Regions from separate parts of the Macaca mulatta genome. Here region 1 is linked to region 2. A link is a contact called in public Hi-C data. All regions are on one chromosome and are shown on one strand. Each heading gives the region's core, a stretch centred on a gene start, on an enhancer-like site or on the middle of the called end of the contact. The rest is flanking DNA. Distances are from core to core; before and after follow the strand shown.

Region 1 (4,160 bases), core at 567-3,066, 51 kb before region 2:
AAAAAATTAAAAAAAAAAAGATAATGTGACAGAATGATGTCAGGTTAGGTCAAAGCCAAGGGAGTGACAGAATCTGGAAAATCAAACAATACAAACAGCCCTAAATGAACTGTTAACTATTTGATCTTTGGATGTAAAAGTGTAATGTGTATATGTACAAATGTATAATTCTTACATGCTTTTAAAAAAGGTTGGCTTTGTGAAAATACCTTGTTTGGTCAGTGACTTTACTAGGTAATAGAACCGCATTGAACCTTGATGGCAAGGAATAAAATAAGGCAGGCCAGCTCGTTTTTCTCTGAATCTGGCTGATTTAGGAGGAGCCTGGGTTTATCGACAGGATCTGGAGTATCTTCTTTTCCACTGCTTGCAGTCTCCAATGTAGGCAGTGTAAAGGTATAGTAAAATGATTTTAGGAGTCAGAACCAAATTGCCAATATGCTCCATGGCTCCTAAAGGAAAATAAAATGGAAGCTTTTAATTTCACGGCTTCATTTCTTACTGTGTAAGAAATGAAGATTACAATTACAGATTTTCAGGAGTTGTTTGCTAGTCTCTTTCAGTCAGGTACTAAAAAAACAAAAAAAACCCTCAAGGGGCCCTCTTCTATCTTTACTCCTTTTCCCTTCTCTATTCTTTCACCAGAAGCCCTCATTTGACCAATGAACTCCTAGGCCCTCTTGACCCGCACATTAGCAGGGCGATTTCCTTGTTCTGCTGATTCCTAATTCTGCTTAAAATGTATTTGGATTTCTGTTTTTCAACACTTACGATGCCAGGCACTGTAATGCTTGAAACCCGATCTTTCCCTAGAGAATGTAACGTAAGTTTTTTCATTTAATCACTTCATCATGCTTCCTTATGCCGGGGTTAATTATGTTTATTTTATTAATTGGTAATAAAGGCCACATTTATTTTTGTAACTGTTTAAAGAGCGACCACCTGTGGAGTACCATATTTACGAATTTCCATACAGAAAGAACAACGTTGACCTGTGATTTGTGTCGAATATATGGAGATCCCTCATCTGAGAATTATGTAACAAAGCGTGGGGCAGTTTAGTCAAAGATTTTACGAAATGAGCCAGAGTAAGACGATTAGTGGGATAGGTGTCCGAAGGTGCTGGCGGCCTCTGAGCTCTGACCCTTTGCGGGGAGACCAGGCAGCAGGTGGGTGGGCGCGGGGCCCATTCATAAAAACCAATGTTCCCGGCCTGCTTCTCATTGGCCCTGGGGGAAAGGGGCGTGCCCCGCGGGTGGAGCGCGCCCGGGACCCAGCGGAGTGGGTAGATCCACGCTTGGGTGGAGCGAGGGGGCGTTCCTTGGCTTTCCAGGCTGGACTTCCTCTTCCCCTGGCTGCGTCCCTCCTCTCCCCCGGGGTGGGCATGGTACGTCCCGCCCTCCTCGCATTCCCGCCCCTCCTTCCCTTCCGGAGCGGTGGCGTCGCCGCCATCTTGGCATTCGGGTTGAGGGAAAGAGCCAAACCCTGGCGTTGGGGGGCCCAGGCGGGGAGCCCCTCCCGCGATCCACAGCTACGCCTGCCCAGCCCTCCTCCTCTTCCCGCTCCGGTGCGGGGCCCCGAGGCGTTCGGAGGCCAGGCGGGTTTGTGTCAGGCCCGGGGAGGAGGGGCGGGCGGGGCGGCCGCTGCCTCCCCGGGACGGGCCGTACCACGCGAGTGGGGAGGACGGGGCCAGGGGACTGCAGGGCTGCTGCACCGCCTGGGGGCGGGGTGCGGAGCGGGCCGGCCGGCTCCCCGGGGCGGGGCGGGAGGGCGGGGCGTGGGGCGGACGGAACCACCGGGGCGGGGTGGGGAGGTAACGGGACGGGCGCGACCATGGTGCGGTAAGGGAGCGGGGGTGGGGATCGGTCCGGGGGAGGCCTGAGGCCGCTGGCTTGTGCGCTGTCTCCACCGCCCCCCTTTCGCCGCCGCCGCCGCCGCCGCCGCCCCGGGCATGTCGTCTAACTGCACCAGCACCACGGCGGTGGCGGTGGCGCCGCTCAGCGCCAGCAAGACCAAGACCAAGAAGAAGCATTTCGTGTGCCAGAAAGTGAAGCTATTCCGGGCCAGCGAGCCGATCCTCAGCGTCCTGATGTGGGGGGTGAACCACACGGTAACCAGCTCCTGCGCGCCCCTCTGAGCGCGGCCCCGCGCGCTCCCACGCCCCCCGCAGCCCTGGGCCTTTGCCCCGCAGGCCCTGCCGGTGACGCTTGCCACCCCTCGCCAAGCCACTTGCACGCCCACCCCACCCTTGCACGCCGTTCGGCCCCGTGTACACTCCCCGCACTCCACGCGAGGCCTGGTGTCTCTGTAGTCTGCCGTCGCCACCTCCCCTTCCCTCCAGCCCTTCTGGCTTTCTGCGTGTGGCGTGCTCGCTTGGGGCAGCCCTGGAGCGCAAAGGCAAGGCCTGGGTGCAGTGGAGTCGCTTTCATCCCTGCACCTTCTCCTCTTACTCCCTCACCCTATTTGTTGCATGTATATTTCCTCTTGTTCCTTATAGCCGGCTGCCAGCTTTGTCAAGTAGCAGTGGTCTGCCCAAATAGTCCTCTCTTTCTGATCGTTTGTTGTGGCTGCTCAAATTTTCCTATCCTCCAGGCCTCCTTACCCTTGAATGTAGAACTCCACCCTGGGTTTCCTTTTTTTTTTCTCTTGAACAAGATGTATTAACTGGAGAAGCTTAGGCTTCCTTGAAGCAGACACTTTACCCAGGTGTCTCCGGGTTAGGGAGAAGAGAGAATGGCTATTAACCATTTGAGAGAAGAGGATGCCTGGTTATAAGGAGGGACTATTCATAGTAGAAATAATATGACTTCCCATAGTTTTTGAAGGTGATCATTTCAAAGATGTTGACTTATCTGTTGTGTGGATGCAAGGGTGTGATGATGCATAGTGATTATGGCCCTAGATAGGAGAGATCGGTCCCCTGGGTCCTTAGGGTGCTTTGAGATTGTTCAACAGCCCCTGCCAGGAAGTTGGATGCTGACGGTGTTTGAGCTGGAAGACTGTTTATGTGGTGTTTGTTCAGGGTCTTTCTTCTCCCTTTTCCAACCACTTGCTCTTTGCCTTCTGACCATTTCTTTATGAATCCCCACACTAGGAATGAGCAAAGGAAGTCAAAGGACCCGAAACACCAACTTCACTAACTAGAATTTTGGAATAAGGAGGATCAAGCTTGGGTTTCCTGTGGATTTCAGTTCTTTAGGTTCACTTGTGAGTGCTTGAAATTGCCCACAAGACCAAGCGATGACAAAGAGGGCCAGCAAGACTTTACATTGCTTTGGCAGAGGGGCTGAAGGTGCCTTTGGGTGGAGATGGATGAACCGTAATCTGAGCTAGGGTTTTAGATCTTGACCTGTCATTTAGAAAAGTGCACGTGTAAATTGAGGTCTCTGTGGTTTCTTGGTCTTGGGCAGGTTACTGTTTTCACTGTCATCACTGGTGTTAGTGAGGGTCCTGCCAGGATAGGGAGTACCAGTGGTATAATGCCCAGACCTCTAGGAGCTGCTTCGGGCCAACAATCCAGCCCAGTTTGTGACTCGGTCTTCCTGCTGCCCCAGGGGTTATCTGACAGCATTTCTAGGGAAACTGGGTGATCAGAATATGAACCCCATGTCCCTTTCTGGAAGTCACTCCTTGATTTTGTTCTGCATCCTGCTTCTCACTCTACCAGGCCTCTCTCTGCCAGTTCTGTTTCTCACAGAAAGCAACCCGTCTGTAGAGAACTGGTAGAGGCCTGAGAGTCAGGTGTATTACAGCTAGCCACAAGGAACTTCGGGTCCCTCATTTTACACATGAAGAAAAGGAGGCCTCGGGTGGAGGATTAGCTTGCCTGTGGTCACAGCAAGAGATGCCACTCATTGTCTAGCACCATGGGACTGTATCAGCCAAGGGTGGTGCCTGAGTGGCTGGTCTTGTTTTCTTTGCCTCCTGTTGCTTTTTCTCTCTCTCAGCCAAGTCTCAGGATAGATGGGAAGTTATAGTCTGGTTAGAGAAGGTGAGTGTATGCTCTGGGTTATGTGCCTATGCATGTCAGGTCCTGGGAGTGTGTGTGATGCATGGTGTTCCGATAGGCAGGCATGAGTCTGTCCAGATGTGGGTATGAAGCTTCTCAATAGCTGATGATTAGGTATCTGTGAGTCCTACTCTCTTGGACAAAGTGGTCA
Region 2 (4,027 bases), core at 151-2,650:
TGTAATATCAAAACCCCAACTGTTTGTAAGATGTTTCTGTTGGGCTTGCCTTGTCCCCTCAAAATTGGTGTCAAAATCAAAGTCAGGCCAGGTGCGGTAGCTCATGCCTGTAATCTCAGCACTTTGGGAGGCTGAGGCAGGTGGATCACTTGAGGTCAGGAGTTCCATACCAGCCTGGCCAACATGGTGAAACCCTGTCTCTACTAAAAATACAAAAATTAGCCAGGCATGGTGGTGCGTGCCTGTAGTCCCAGCTACTCAGGAGGCTGAGGCACAAAAATCGCTTGAGCCTGGGAGGTGGAGGTTGCAGTGAGCCAAGATCACGCCGCTGAGCTCCAGCCTGGGTGACAAAGCAAGTCCCTGTCTCAAAAAAAAAAAAAAAAAAAAAAAAAGAAAGAGAAAAAAGGGAGGGACACGTTTCTGGAGACAGTCTCGCTCTTTAGGGACTGAGCGCTGACTTCGGCCTTAGAGAGACTCGCGTGGGAATCTTGGCTGACACTCATTGACTTTGCTTCTTGGGCAAGACACTCTCTGAGACCCTCAGTTTCCTCATCTGCAAAATGGGATGGCAACATGGAATCCTCAGGGAGAGGATTAAGTAAGTCCATGAATGTGAGGTGTTTTCCACAGAGCCTGGCACAGCGGAAATGCGGGTAAAAGTTGGTTAGGATACATCTCTGTATCGCTATGGTGTGCGGCAAAGTCTCAAACTCACTGGTGGTGTGTGGTAGATGACTGACACCTTGGCCGGTCAAGACGCCAGGGGAGGATGGTCCAAGAAGAGACCTGGGTGTGGGCAGGGACCCTTGAAACTTACACTGTCTGGACGTCAGTGGCGAGCCCGGCCAGACCGATGTACAGCCGGTCACCCATTGGAAAGATCTTCTGGAAGTCCGTGGTCACCATCTGGGCCTGGATCCCGAAGCGCCTGTCTGCAGCGATGGCCACACAGTTCTTCCCCTTCATGGCCATGACGGCCCCTCCGTTATAGGACATAATAGACTAGGACAGACAGAGCGAAGGGGTCAGCGCGGGGGTTCAAACGCTGCGACAGCCCCCGGCCCAGCTCCTGATGCGGAGGCTCCTGTACGCCCGTTCTCCATTCCGGAGGCGCCTGAACCCCTGGTTCTCCAGCTGGGATGAGCACTGTGTGGCGGCGATGAGCCGCACTCACCCTCTTGGTCCTCACCGGGGTCCGCTCCCCTCGAACTGAAACCGTTTCCTTCCATCGACCCTTGGCCCTTTTCGTCCCCAAGCCTCTCCCGACCCCCTCCGCTTCTCAATCCTTCCCTGTGCTCCTTTGCTTTAACTCCCCATCTCACCATGATTGCGGTGTACTAGGACCCCTCGATCGCCGGAGCAATTCCAGTAAACCGGGTCTAGCCTTCACTGCGCAACCGCTCTCGCTGCTGTCTCTTTATTGGCTGATAGGCGGACTCTTCCTGGACATCTGGGCTTTCTATTGGTCCCGCATCCCTGTCGGTCACCAGTACAGGTAGTTTGGTTGCAAAGTCAAAACGGAGGCGGGAAAAGCGGAAGTGAAAAGTCACTGTGGGTGCGGAAGAGGCTTGCAACACGGTGCATAGTGGGATCTCGGCGGACCTGACTCGGGACTGGGGGCGGAGCCTGCGCGCACGTGGGCTGGTGAAACTGGGTTTAGGGGGCTGCGGCCCCAGCTGAAGGGGCACCGTGACGCTTATCACCGTGATGTATGAGTTCGTCCTATTAGTCGTGCTAGCTTATTTATTCACTCCAGAAATCCTTACGTTTACTGTGTACCAGGCACTTGCCTAGGCTCTGAATAGTCACTGGCCCACAACAGTGCCTGGTATATACGAGGCGCCCATTAAATGTAAATTTAATGATGCAGGTGGGAAGTGGAAGGCGTCGCGGGTAGGCGTCGTGGGTATTCTGCGGCTGCAGGGGTTCAGCTGCGAAGGGGAGTTTGGAAGCCCAAGGCTGTTCTGATTTGGGGGACTTCCTGCGCGCCGACTTCACGTATCTTCAATCTCAGGTCACCCTAAAAAAGGATGTTCCGGGCCTCTCCACGTTTGAGGTAGAACCTGAGGACAGCCAGTCGACCTCTCGCCAAGCCAATGGAGGAAGGGGGTGCACGTCCCGCGTCCTCTCCTCCCAAGCCCTTTCGTCCTCCTCCCCCATCAGGATCCTTCCCTTTCTCCCCCGGGTTCCACTTATTTCGCCCGATGGCGGCATCTCTTACGGCGTCTGCACCGTCCAGGCTCGCTCCCATTGACTCGACTCACCACCACGCCAGCAATCGTCGCGGTCTCTGTGGCGCAATCGGTTAGCGCGTTCGGCTGTTAACCGAAAGGTTGGTGGTTCGAGCCCACCCAGGGACGCGGTGGGTTTTTTTTTTTTGTCTTTTGGGTTTTGTTCCTCCCGCCCCCCGTAAGATAAAAACCTAAGCCTTTTACTCAAAAGCCAAATTTTGCATAGAAATGGCAGCAGCAATACTTTTTCTAGGAGAATCACTGTTCTTGAAAATTCTTTGCTGCTCAGTCAATAATGGGATAATTTATCCAGCACTTCCCTCCACACCCCCCACCCCGCCTCCAAGCTGGATGGCAGGAAACCTAAAGACAGAGGTTTTTGTTTCACTGTGCAAGGAACATGTTTCAGGATGCATTTTTTCGTAGGATTAGGCATGAATTTACAGTGGAGGTTCGACAGTTTTTTATTGTCTGCCTCAGTCGATATTACAATCTCCAAATACTACATTTGGAAGGGAAGGGAATGAGAGAGAGACACGCAGAGAAACAGGTATGAAGAGAAACAAAGATGAGAAAGGGAGAACATTGTTGTGATACAAGGAAAGAAGGGACATGACAGACAACTAGGCAGGGTGAGTGCGGAAGACCCCAAGACAGAGAGAGGGACAATAGACACATTTAAAGTGAGAAGCATCAGAAAAAAAAGGAAAACAATACATTTTTTTCCCCCTAGAACTACACAGAGAAGTTGGGGAGGAGGATGTGGAAAGAGAAGCAGAAACTGACCAAGGACCTTGTTTGGGGGAGATAAAAGGTATAAAGGACACAGAGGTAAAGACGTTCCGGAAAGCATTAGAGGAGCCGCCCTCTCCTGTCTCGTCACCATTTTTAAAGGGATCTGAGCCTCGCAATAGCTCTTGGTATATGCTGGAGATAATTGCCTAGATTTCCCGCGTTCCTGTCCTCTGCGAGCCTCTAGCCTGTGACAGACACTGTGACTCTTCTGATGCACTTGTCAGCTAGAGGACCGCGTGAGATGCAAACACAAAATCAAGGGGCGCCTAATGTTTGCCGAGGCGCATTCCTGGGCGCGGCGGGAGCCTCGACCTTTGTGGAGGAGAATGTGCAAAGTACTCTTAAGCAGTTCTCATAGACACTTGGTCTCTGCAGATTCGGCTCAAAGGAGGCCTCTTGTGGAAGCCCACCCAAGTACTCACTCACCCTTAGCGCTCACATCAGAAGCGGTGGGCGCTAAAGGGACAGGCTGTGTGTCCCTCAGGGTTTGCACCCACCGGCCTGTGAGCACCCCGCGCAAAAGCCAGGCTCTTGTGCCTTGAGTCCCCAGTTCCTAGCGCAGCATTTGACACTGGCACATGACAGGTGCTTCTCTGTCGGCTAGCAGTAGAACAAAAGACTAGAAAACTCTTCCGATGTGGGAGGAGCTGGTCAGAAGGTTCTCCTGAGAAACCAGAAAGGCCAGGAATGTGGGGACTACTCATCAAGGACGCAAAAGATGAAAATGGAGTTTTAATGGGTAATGGGGTCTTAGCACACTCCTCTAGCGGTTCTCTCCTGTCCGGCGCTTAACAACCGAGGAATAAGTGGATGGACCCCGGTGGTCCCTCGGGAAGCCCTCCAGGATTCATGGGCCGCAGAGGAACGCCAACCTCCTTCCCACTGGCTGATAATGCCCCGAGGGGCAGCCCCTAGGTGTCCGTTTGGTTGGTGGGTGGGATCCAGATCTCCGCAAAGGCCCTGTTACGGGTTTCTCTTGTTCGGGGTCTTGTAGCCAGAGA

Evidence for each region. Hi-C and Micro-C count contacts between places; a contact is called where the count stands out from the background.
Region 1: a contact with region 2 is called in a Hi-C map of fetal cortex germinal zone, with 2.3 times the contacts expected there. The contact joins the promoter of PIP4K2B here to the promoter of PSMB3 in region 2. A contact is called at or near these places in 2 of 14 Hi-C or Micro-C datasets (fetal cortex germinal zone and fetal cortical plate).

What each region holds. Positions count from the first base shown.
Region 1 is chr16:63,084,412-63,088,571 of T2T-MMU8v2.0, reverse strand. PIP4K2B (phosphatidylinositol-5-phosphate 4-kinase type 2 beta) reads left to right here and starts at 1,816. Exons shown (of 15, transcript XR_013406683.1): 1 at 1,816-2,110. CWC25 (CWC25 spliceosome associated protein homolog) reads left to right here. Exons shown (of 10, transcript XM_028836432.2): 10 at 1-206.
Region 2 is chr16:63,032,729-63,036,755 of T2T-MMU8v2.0, reverse strand. It overlaps PSMB3 (proteasome 20S subunit beta 3), which reads right to left and starts at 1,400. Exons shown (of 6, transcript NM_001257817.1): 1 at 1,323-1,400; 2 at 818-1,002. The coding sequence starts at 1,325. It overlaps TRNAN-GUU (transfer RNA asparagine (anticodon GUU)), which reads left to right and starts at 2,287; the gene lies at 2,287-2,360. It also overlaps the pseudogene LOC106994032.